3 separate regions of the Zea mays genome follow, and regions 1 and 3 are each linked to region 2. The links are chromatin contacts, called in public Hi-C maps. All regions are on one chromosome and are shown on one strand. Each heading gives the region's core, a stretch centred on a gene start, on an enhancer-like site or on the middle of the called end of the contact. The rest is flanking DNA. Distances are from core to core; before and after follow the strand shown. Region 1 holds the start of LOC100501905 (Alpha-xylosidase 1). Region 2 has its middle 39 kb from the start of LOC100274910. Region 3 holds the start of LOC100284569 (metal tolerance protein C3).

Region 1 (3,393 bases), core at 561-3,060, 100 kb after region 2:
TATTCTGTATAGAACTCCTGTTATATAGTAAAGATGTGACATTCGATCCTGTGCCACTATGCATCATATGTGTGAGACTTGGTCCCAGTACACATGGTGTTATGTTCGCGCCCGGGCTTTGGATCCCTAAAACCCGGGTGTGACATTCTTGGATCGCTTTCTTCTTCCTCATTCTTGTTCTTCAAGCACTTGTAATCAAAGCAAGAGACACCAATTGTGTGGTGGTCCTTGTAGGGTCTAAGTGACCCGTTTGATTAAGGAGAAAGCTCACTCGGTCTAGGTGACCGTTTGAGAGAGGGAAAGGGTTGAAAGAGACCCGGTCTTTGTGACCACCTCAACGGGGACTAGGTTCTCAAGAACCGAACCTCGGTAAAACAAATCACTGTGTCATCCACTTCATTTTCTCTTGATTTATTTTTCCCCTCTCTTTCGGACTCGGAATTATTTCTAACGCTAACCCCGGCTTGCAGTTGTGCTTTAAGTTTGTAAATTTCAGTTTCCGCCTATCCACCCCCCTCTAGGCGACTTTCAAGATCTCCCTCTCGAACTATAAAAGAGGGACGCCCGAACAAGCATGTAGAGGAGAGCTAAAAGCATTCCGCCAGAGTTCTCCACTCTCATTCTGACACTTGCACTCTTTGTAACAAGTTTTCCAGAGCAATACAATGATCAACAGTACACTGGACGTAGGGCGCGAGCCTGAACCAGTATAAGCCCTCTCGAGTCACTTGATTCACCATTCGGAGTGAGTCGACGCTAGCCTGCCCCACCAAACACAAATTCTACTGTGTCCCCAATTTCTGAAACCATGACAGTTGGCGCGCCAAGTACAAGTAAAATTTGATCAACTAAAAACAACCGATCAAGCTAGCCTACCATATAGCCAACCCACGTAAAACACTAAATGCGGGAACATCCCGGTAAAATTGGGATTTCAGAAAATATAGATAGAAAACTATTGAACCGTTTTTGTTCTCGTTCCCGCATTATACCATCCTGTCCCCCCTAATACATAACAATCCATTTCAAAACGGAATAGAATGTCGAATGAAACGGAATTTTCCCATCCGTTTTCATCGCTACCCCTAATGTTGTTTCTAGCAACGTACTCTATATTCATCATATATATCCATCTTTTTGTAGTGTCCTCTAAAATATTTTATTCTCTATACCTCCTTTATCTATAGCAAGGTCTTATATCCTCCTCTGTACATAAATATATTAGAGACATATTTCACTTTTAATTTTTGCACCTACGTATTGTCATACTCTAAAATATATTGTACAATTTTAGTTTTGTTAAATCCGTTGTTTAAATTATTATAATGGATCCTTGAGAGAAAAGAGAAACTCTATATATAGGGTGTTTGAATGCACTAGAACTAATAATTAGTGGCTAAAATTAGTTGGTACATCTAAATACTCTAGCTAATAGTTTAGCTATTATCTATTTTTTTAATTAGTTAATAGTTAGATAACTATTTGTTAGCTACTTAATTTCACAACCAATTTTTAGTCAACTAACTATTAGTTTAGTGTATTCAAACACTCCATAATATATCCAGTAGCGTTATTTATATTTAGAGTACCTTTAAATATTGATGTTGGGCATGACTTCGTCCTTAAATTTCAGGGTTTGGCCTTTTAATGGACCTTGTTGGTCGTTGGAGACTGGCTTGAGCAAAAGAAAAGCTGACATTCCATGCTCTGCAAACCAGCTGGGTCCACTTATCAGTGATTGATGTAAGGAGTGGGCAGGGAGCCTATAAAGGAGGAAAAGGTTCGGAGATCATCGCCTCATCGGTATCCCCTGGACATGCCACTCAATGCATTCAGAGGGCGTAGCTGCTCAGCTGCCACTGCTCACTCCCCGCCATTAATTCGTAGTATTCAATACCACAGCAGTACCTCTCTCTCTCTCTCTCTCACCTTCTATCTAGGCATCTCCTCGTGACCTCGTCACTGTCTTGCATTTCATATACAGTTCACAGTTCACGCTGCAGGGCAGTGGCCATAGAGTAGCTCGTGAGCGAGGGAGCAAAAACCAGTGAAGAAAAAGAAAAAAAAAACAACGGGGCAAAACGAAATGCTGTCTTTTTCTCGTTCGGCCATCCTCTCCTACCTACTGTGGTGTCTTCTATTTCTCACATTGGCAAGCAGCAATGGCGCGGTCGCCACAGCAAAGCCGAAGGCTGGGTGCGGGTACAAGCTGGTCTCCCTTGTTCAGCTGCCCAACGGGGGAGGCCTTGTGGGTTACCTGCAGGTGAAGCAGCGCACCTCCACTTATGGTCCTGACATCCCTCGCCTCAGGCTCTTTGTCAAGTAAGAACTCGCTTCTCCTCGCCAATCAGCAAATCAGTAGCGCTCCTGTTCTTCGTTTTTTTTCCCGCGGTTGTTCTATATTCATTGATGTCGTCTGAAGTGTTGAACTTGAACGCATCCCTGTAGTACTTTCGAGGAGAATGTTGGTTGCTGCAAGAATCGATTGTTTAAATTCTTCATGACAAACAAATCTAGATTTACGGCTAGTAGATGTAGAGCAAAAGGAATTATTCAGAACATTTTGGGATTGGACTGCAACCAATAGTGTTCTATTCTTCCCCCTAAGGTCATGTTTTAATGGTTGACAATTAGTTCATCTGCATGCGGTCCCAGGCATGAGAGCATGACCATGACCTCGATATTTTACTGCTTCTACACTGAATGTTCACCTGCATAGACCCCAAAGGCCCAAACCATGATTTCTCAAGTATTCTAAAGACTTCCAATCACGAGCTCAGAGTATGCCTGAACTTTGCGATGGCTTAAAAAAAATTATCCGAGGTCATCTTCTAATGGTGAGACGCTATGCAGGCACGAGACCAGGGAGAGGGTGCGCGTGCAGATTACAGATGCAGATAAGCAGAGGTGGGAGGTCCCCTACAACCTGCTCCCAAGGGAGCCAGCCCCACCCGTGACCGGCGGCAAGGTCACGGGCGCCCCCTTCACGGGCGCCGAGTACCCCGGCGAGGAGCTGGTGTTCACCTATGGGCGCGACCCGTTCTGGTTCGCGGTGCACCGCCGGTCCACTCGGCAGCCGCTGTTCAACACCAGCGCCGGCGCGCTGGTGTTCAAGGACCAGTACCTGGAGGTGTCCACGGCGCTGCCCAAGAACGCCGCCCTGTACGGGCTCGGCGAGAACACGCAGCCGGGGGGCATCCGGCTGCGGCCCAACGACCCCTACACCATCTACACCACGGACATTTCCGCCATCAACCTCAACACCGACCTCTACGGCTCGCACCCGGTGTACATGGACCTCCGCAGCCTGGGCGGCCGCGGCGTCGCGCACGCCGTGCTGCTGCTCAACAGCAATGGCATGGATGTGTTCTACAGGGGCACGTCGCTGACCTA
Region 2 (3,509 bases), core at 127-2,626:
GACGTTTAATTAGGTGAATGAATGGCACTTTTATTCCAGCACCAGCAGCGTGACGGTGAAGCATACGACGTCAACATCCATCCACTCTCTTCGGTCATGACGCGGCCGCGTGAGGCTGCTACCTAGACACTTTTATTACGCAGAGCTGAACTCGGCCTAGCGTGCCCGCACGCATGAGTCCGGACAATACGAGCAGTCGCAATGTTCGCCTCCTTCCCCTCTTAGGGCATGTACAGTGATGTTTAATGTGGGGGCTCTTAAGGTGTTTTAGGGGGTTATTTGCAAAAAAATCTTAGAGCCGTCTCTCCGTGAAGAGACGCCTCTGGCTCGTAAACCAAGTAACAACAGACGCCTCACTTCCCACTGTACGAATTTGTCGTCTGTTCTATCGATCTGATGCTATACAAATACATTTAATTCTGTATTTATTAATAGACTACGTTTATAGACACTCCATTGTACAATAGAGTCTCTTAGTTGTCTCCTGTGCTTGGAGAACCCTTTTGGTGTCTCTCCACTGTACATGCCCTTACCCGACCGACCCAGTCCATCCGGCTTAATTACCGTTTACGAGGTGTTGACTATAGTTAATGAACCAATATGATACTTAGCGTGCGTTATGACCACTGGATGCAAATACCCCTGCTGCATGAGCAATTGTGCCACCGGTACAGGTGGGCGAATGCCATGCGCCCATGCCACGGCTCACCTGCTGTGATACTTGACTTGGCTGCCCGCTTCTCTTTTTTTTTTCAGGGTGCTGTAAGGGCATTTCCAAACAAGAGGCTGGGCAAGTTGCCTTCCGACGGCCCGCCGCGCATCCTACTACTACATAGTCCCCGGCTACCATGGGCCCGGCCGGCCCTCCCCTCAGTTGGGCTGTGACCTGGATGGCCTAGCCATTCAGCGCTATCGGCCTATTGGATGATGCTGGATCCAACATCTGAGCTAGTGGGCTAATAGGACAACTGCGCTATCGGCCTGCTTCCACTGCTACTGAGATTTCACTGGCACGGCCATGGGCAAATGGGGATTGGGGAATGGCACGCACGGAAGACAGCCACGCAGCACAGGCGTTCGTTTTCGTGCACCCAGCCACCCATGACCCATACAGGTGTTTCTTTAGTTATCCCATGGATCGATCGTATAGATAGATATATGCTTTTGCGAGCGAACGGAATCCGTTTTTGGCTCGTGCGTGGTACAGGCGAGCAACAGGTAGCGTGTAGTAAGCAGCACAGCACCACGCCCATGGGCCATGGGTCATGGCCACGACTCCGTCAGATTCTGCACCGTACAGGCGGCACTGCACTGCACGGCATCAACAGGTACTACAGGATAATGCCGGTCCTCGGCTCGCGCGTCCGGTCGCAGAGCAGCAGGGCGGTCCCGTCGCTCCGTCTGCATGCGCAGCCACGGCTATGGCGGATGGCCGCACGCGCTGTCAGTGAGTGGTCCCCCAATCCACCACAGCAAAAGATACGGGCGGGCCCTCCTCCTCCTTCAACAGGGGTTAACCTCTCGTCTCGCTCTCGCTCTCGCATCGCATGTGACGATGTGAAGAGGGGCGCCGTGGCCCGTGGGAAATAGACCAAACCCAGCCGGCCAAAGCCGCTCCCATGTCGCCCCGTGTCTACTAACGTGAAGGAGAGGGCCCATGCCGCGGTGACGCGCCTATACCAGTTTTACCACGTCCGCATGGATCTACGCGTTCGGTGTAGCCGTATATAGAATGACGATGACCCCGAAAGCGACCGCTCGTGCTATATATCTCATTTGCATACGCATCGTCTGTACTCTGTACCTGTACGTGTGCTATTATTTGCGAGCTCACCCCGCCACGTATAGCCGCCGATAAGATAAGATGCATCATCAAAAAAAAAAAGTCGGGGAGCGCACGCAGGAAACAGAAAACCGTCTATAATCACAGTGCCTGAATGAATCAAATGACAAATAAAGTAGTCAAAATGAGAGTAGGAATTCGTTAATTCTACTATCGATAGGCATTTGTGCATCACTACATGGAAACCGACGTCAAGGAGGTCAGCTCGGCTAACTCTAATGGGGCACCTCTAAATAGATACCGAAACTTAAAATAGATACTCACCGATCGCTGCCGATATTTACACCTCTCCAGCTAGAGTGACACAAATTAAAGGAGATACCCATTTGAGATGCAAGGGGAAGGAAACCTAAATATATATGGGTTTTCTCTCTCGGGGACCTATTACGTGTGGTTTGAGTAAAAGAAGAGAGAAAAAGCGGATCTAAGTTGGTAGGATGAGAAGAGGAAACAAAAAATATGATATGTTATCGATGTGAGTGTTGGGATGGGTAATAATGTTGCTGGAGATAATGACAGATAAATAGAAGAAGCATTGCGTTTTTTTGGTTGGGTAGGTAAATGGTGAAATGGGTCTCTATAAATAGATAATATTGTTGGAGTTACACTTAGCCAGGTAGGTGGATGAGGTCACCGAAACGTTTTGTAACACGCCTTGAATAGTTCTATATATACCTGTATCTGTAAGATCAATGCAGTAATTAATTACTAGAGCTAATATTTAGACTTAGGGGGTGCTTTAGCTTTGGTTACAGTAGTCAAGTTTGATTATTTTTTCCTTGATGTTGTTTGTATATTTGCTTTAAAATAGGACAATTAGGATTTATGGGCTAGGCTCAATTGAGAAATTCAAATAAATCCCAGAAAAATCTTAAAAGCCCATATAAGTGTATGGCTAGGGAATGGTGGAACCAATAGCACCATATTGCTAGTTCTAGTGGAGTAGAGCTAGTTAACATGCGCGTGAATGGTTCGCCAAATCCGGCCCCTCGCCTTACAGGGGCGTGGCTTTCTTTTGCCATTTGAATTTTTGGTTACTTGGCTGTTAAGTTTAGAATCCTAACCGATCGCTATAAAATCTAAACTAAACGCGAGATTTTCGCGGGCACGTAAGATCGAAGGTAGCTATCTGGTCACGGACTCGGCCCTATAAAAGGCGCCTGGCAGCCAGCATCCAAATCATCCCAGTTTTCGTTTTCGCCTCTCTTCACAGCTGAGCCGCCTTCAGTTCTCTTCATCTCGACCGCAGACATGTATCTGCGATCAGGAGAGCAGGTCTCCGGAACCCTTCGCCCTCGAGATCCTGCACTGGGAGAGGGTGAATAAGGTTTTTGGGAAGCGTCCGCACGCGACTGCTCGTGATCTTCTGACCTCGTCGACCCTGCTGATTCCGGCCCACGCCATCAACCAGTATGTCTGATCAGTACGCATCATCTGATTTGACTTTTTACTTCAATTCTTCTGATTTGGTCATGATTTATATTCGAAATTTAATATGGAATTTGTCTAATTACTCAACGATCCAAAAACCTTATTGTAGAAAATTTTCTAGTTTTTCTATAACTGCTTTTGCCGACGCGCTGAAGCTAGAAAAGTTCAATGGTATGCACTTTAAGAGATGGCAAGTCAAGGCCACGCTCTGGCTTACTGCTATGAATGTCTTCCA
Region 3 (3,590 bases), core at 657-3,156, 87 kb before region 2:
TGTTGCAAAGCAACGGGACGATAAGTACGTATCAGGACTTCGTGCACTCAGCAATACACGTTTCCATGGCTGAATAGTCCAGCTGCATGAAAGCTTTCAGTATTTTATACGGATCAGTCCTTGACTCCTAGCATCTTTTACCAGCACGAAACGTGAATCATCAGAGGGCGTGCTGTGTACTACGTACGTACGTGGATCATCACAGGCAGAGCAGGCCAAAAACTTTCTTCTTCTTCCTTCGTTTGAAACGAAGGCCAAAACAGTTGTTGTCGTTCGTTTGTATATATTTATTTATGCCAACAGAGTGGCAGTAGCGCGATTGGACTTGTCCAAGCGACGACGTCGCCTTGTGATTGTCGTCAAGCTCAAAAGGAACGTTCCCGCATAGATGCCCTCGACCGTGTCCACGACAAGACCGAGACTAGCTAGGCTTCAACCGAAACGCCTTCCAGTCTGGAACAACGAACGAACTAGGGTACGTAAGCACATGCAGTTACTGGACTGTTTTTTTTTAACTACGCTTCACTCTAAGTCTTACTCTACTCTGATTAAGACTACTTTCTCGAGACAGAATTCGTGCAAACATGCATGCATGGAGGTTGCTATCGAACTATTTTTTATTATTATTTTGCAACTACATTTCTATTTAATACTTACAATTTGCTGCGCCGCGCGCGATGTTGCAATGCATACGATATATAGTGTGAGTTGAAACTGTAGGGTTTTGCTTGCACTTAATACTGTAGCAGAACGATGTTTGTTGGGGTTATTTTTTATAGCTGATAGTCACGGATATGGTACAATCTGCAATTATTTCATTAGCATCAATGTTCTTTTGCTTTTGTCTGTTTGATAATTATGTTTTGATCTATACTACGTACTGCAATTCATGAGTTTCTGATCGAGTTCAATATGAAAGTATGATATGCACTTGTTTCGATCATTAATTATAGCACTGGTATTTCTTGATTTTTCTCTTTTTAGAAGCTATGTTTTGTTCTATACTTCAGTTCTGTATTTTCTAAGTTGTAATTACTGTATGATGTGCACTGTTACGCCATTCATTACAGCATCAAAGTTCTTCGTAATTCACGTGTTTTCTACCAAAACGCTAGCTAGTTTTTTTTTCACCAGAAAATGTGCTAGCTCGAGGAAACCAATACGGGCCATTGCCTTCGTGACAGCAATTTGAATACACTAGAAGTATGTAACTATCGCCACTTCGGTACTTTGCAATAAGTGTGTGCAAGCAGCATGCAGCAGCGCCATGCAGAGGACGAAAAAAAAAGATGATTAAAAGGTCCATACAATTATAGGGTCCACATGGGACTCCACTAAGCACCGCTTTTGTTTGTTGCTGTTATATCATCGTGGTTGGTTTGCCATGGCGATCTTTTTCGTTCGGGTGGTATTATCTTGGAGTTAACTATATAATCTAAGATCACTAAAAAGAGGCAAAAAAAAAATCGTGCCTAGTAGTACTCTTAGCAGTTTCCGCCGCCAATCAGGTCGTATCAGTTACCACAAAACCCGCAGCGGAGTTGCATGTGTATAGCAAATGGAAAGGAAAAAAAAACAAGAGACACGATTGATCTGCACTTCTGCAGGATCTCGGATCGAGTTGGACGGAGGTGCCCGTACGTACCGTGGCTGCGGAGGAAGACCCTGGCGACGAAGGGCGGCTCCTTGGGCCGCTCCGGCATGTGGAAGTCGCTGACGTTGAGCCGCCACGACGCCGTCGGCCCCGCCCTCAGCCCCTCATTGTGGTCGTCGTCGTCGCCCATGCCGCCGGCCAGAGGATCCGATCGAGGGTAGATTCGTCGGATGAAGGAATGGGGACTAGCGCGGCCAGAGAGTCGGCGCAACCACAGGATCGGACGGCGGCAGGACAGTGGGGGAGAACGGTGTGGTGGGGGTGTTTTATATATAGATGAGCAGTTATGGTGGTGGTCGTGGTGGTGGCGGCCACACTCCCGCACAGATCAGATGACTAGATCAGAGATTGAGAGCGCATGCACAACGGCAGGTGGCTGGGACGGCGAGGTGCGCGCCGGCCGCGCGCGCGTACGTCGCCTCGTCCGTTGTTGCTTTCCACACGACCCTTGTGTTGAACATATCTGGTATAAACCAACTCCTCCGTGCAATTATAAAACTTCTAATTTAGGTCACATGATATTAATCGCTACAGGGGCTTGATAATTTTACACGTAACTATCCACTGCTAATCACATTTTTTTAAATCTCCCCTCTCACACCCCCGCACGCCCCCTTATCAGAATCATGTGATTTAAATTAGAAGTTTGCACTATATATATTTACACGGAGGGGTTAGTTTGCACTATATAGATTCTCTTCTTTTATCCGAGAGATCGAGCGCGGATGTGAGAGGCTGGGCAGGGGGAAGTGGCGCGGTTGGGGGTCGTGACGGCTTGAAAGATTTGGTGCATGCATGCCTCGCTTTTAAAAACTTGTGCGTTAGCGCCCGTCGAGTCACCTTTGTTGCACAGTCTTTAAAATTTGTCGAGTCACGACAGGGCTTGGGTCAGGTCAGCTCACTCCTCCATCAGCCGGCGGCGCGCGGTCAGGTCGCAGACTCCGGCCTAGCAGTAGCAGGCCATGTCTGCATGCGGTGCGGGCACGGGGACACTGACAAGACGACACGGCGGTAGAGCGGTACACGTTGGAGTGGCCGACGCGGCACACCCGAAGTGGGAGCTGATGCGGAGAGATGGGACTGTTGAGAACTACGTCACCACGGATCACCAGATCCGCTCCCTTCCCTCCCGTCAGCAGTAGAGGCGTAAGAAGCTGTAGAGTACCCGTCTCCCTTCCCATAAGCACGACAGAGAGCACACAAGACACATGATGTAGGGTTGGGCCTCTGGCATCTTTCTATTCTATGTATTATGAGGGGTGTACATGTTCCTTATATAGAGATGTGAGACCCCTCAGGGGCAAAGCAGGTATTTGCCCACATAACCCTAACTAGGGTTACTTAACACTCCCCCTTGGGCGAATACCGCGACCAACACATGCCTCGTTAAAACTCCGAAAAACCCAGTGGGAAAAATATGGAGAAAGAGTGCATGGTGATACAAATTGCATTTGCATTTTGTTGCCTCGTTAAAAACCTCATGTGAGAAACTTCAAGAAAACTCACCAAGGGAAAAAAGAGTACAACAACTGTCATCGGGACAGATTTCGATCCTTTGGGATCTAGATTCTATCGAATCTTCTACAAGGGCTAACTTTAGAAATGTGCTCCCCTGATCCTTGCAAAATCGTATCAATAAGGCAAAACATATTCTTCTGGAAGTATATGCACATAAAGATTCAGCAAACGGATTGCATATCCTTGCAAGGACTATTTCAGGAACTTTACCTCTACTCACTTCTAGGATATACGAGGTAAGTGCACGTATCAATATAAATAAGCCACTTTGACTGATGGTGTTCGATCGACTAGATCTATATATTTGATAGAAAGTTTTATAAAGGTTCACATATTGATCATCAAGCTCACGCCTTCAGGGCATAGAATATGACATTTATTGTCTCACGGTTGTGATCAATATAAGCATTCGCTCCCC

What was found. A called contact is a pair of places that touch in the nucleus more often than the background predicts.
Region 1: a Hi-C map of ear shows a contact between it and region 2, with 7 times the contacts expected there. The contact joins the promoter of LOC100501905 here to the enhancer-like site in region 2. A contact is called at or near these places in 4 of 25 Hi-C or Micro-C datasets (ear, leaf and tassel) and 1 of 3 datasets of contacts at active chromatin or transcription factors (leaf).
Region 3: a contact with region 2 is called in a Hi-C map of leaf, with 7 times the contacts expected there. The contact joins the promoter of LOC100284569 here to the enhancer-like site in region 2. A contact is called at or near these places in 5 of 25 Hi-C or Micro-C datasets (bundle sheath, ear, leaf and 1 more).

What each region holds. Positions count from the first base shown.
Region 1 is chr3:22,858,132-22,861,524 of Zm-B73-REFERENCE-NAM-5.0, reverse strand. It overlaps LOC100501905 (Alpha-xylosidase 1), which reads left to right and starts at 1,810. Exons shown (of 3, transcript NM_001323546.1): 1 at 1,810-2,322; 2 at 2,854-3,393. The coding sequence starts at 2,087.
Region 2 is chr3:22,960,013-22,963,521 of Zm-B73-REFERENCE-NAM-5.0, reverse strand. No RefSeq gene overlaps it. Among protein-coding and RNA genes, the nearest start is that of LOC100274910, 39 kb to the left of the region's middle. Within about 2 kb of position 1,376, at least 20 of the 20 cell types and tissues checked have an H3K27ac peak or open chromatin away from gene starts, as enhancers often do. A contact at or near this core is called in bundle sheath, ear, leaf and 1 more, where this site is marked.
Region 3 is chr3:23,047,738-23,051,327 of Zm-B73-REFERENCE-NAM-5.0, reverse strand. It overlaps LOC100284569 (metal tolerance protein C3), which reads right to left and starts at 1,906. Exons shown (of 6, transcript NM_001157464.1): 1 at 1,646-1,906. The coding sequence starts at 1,784.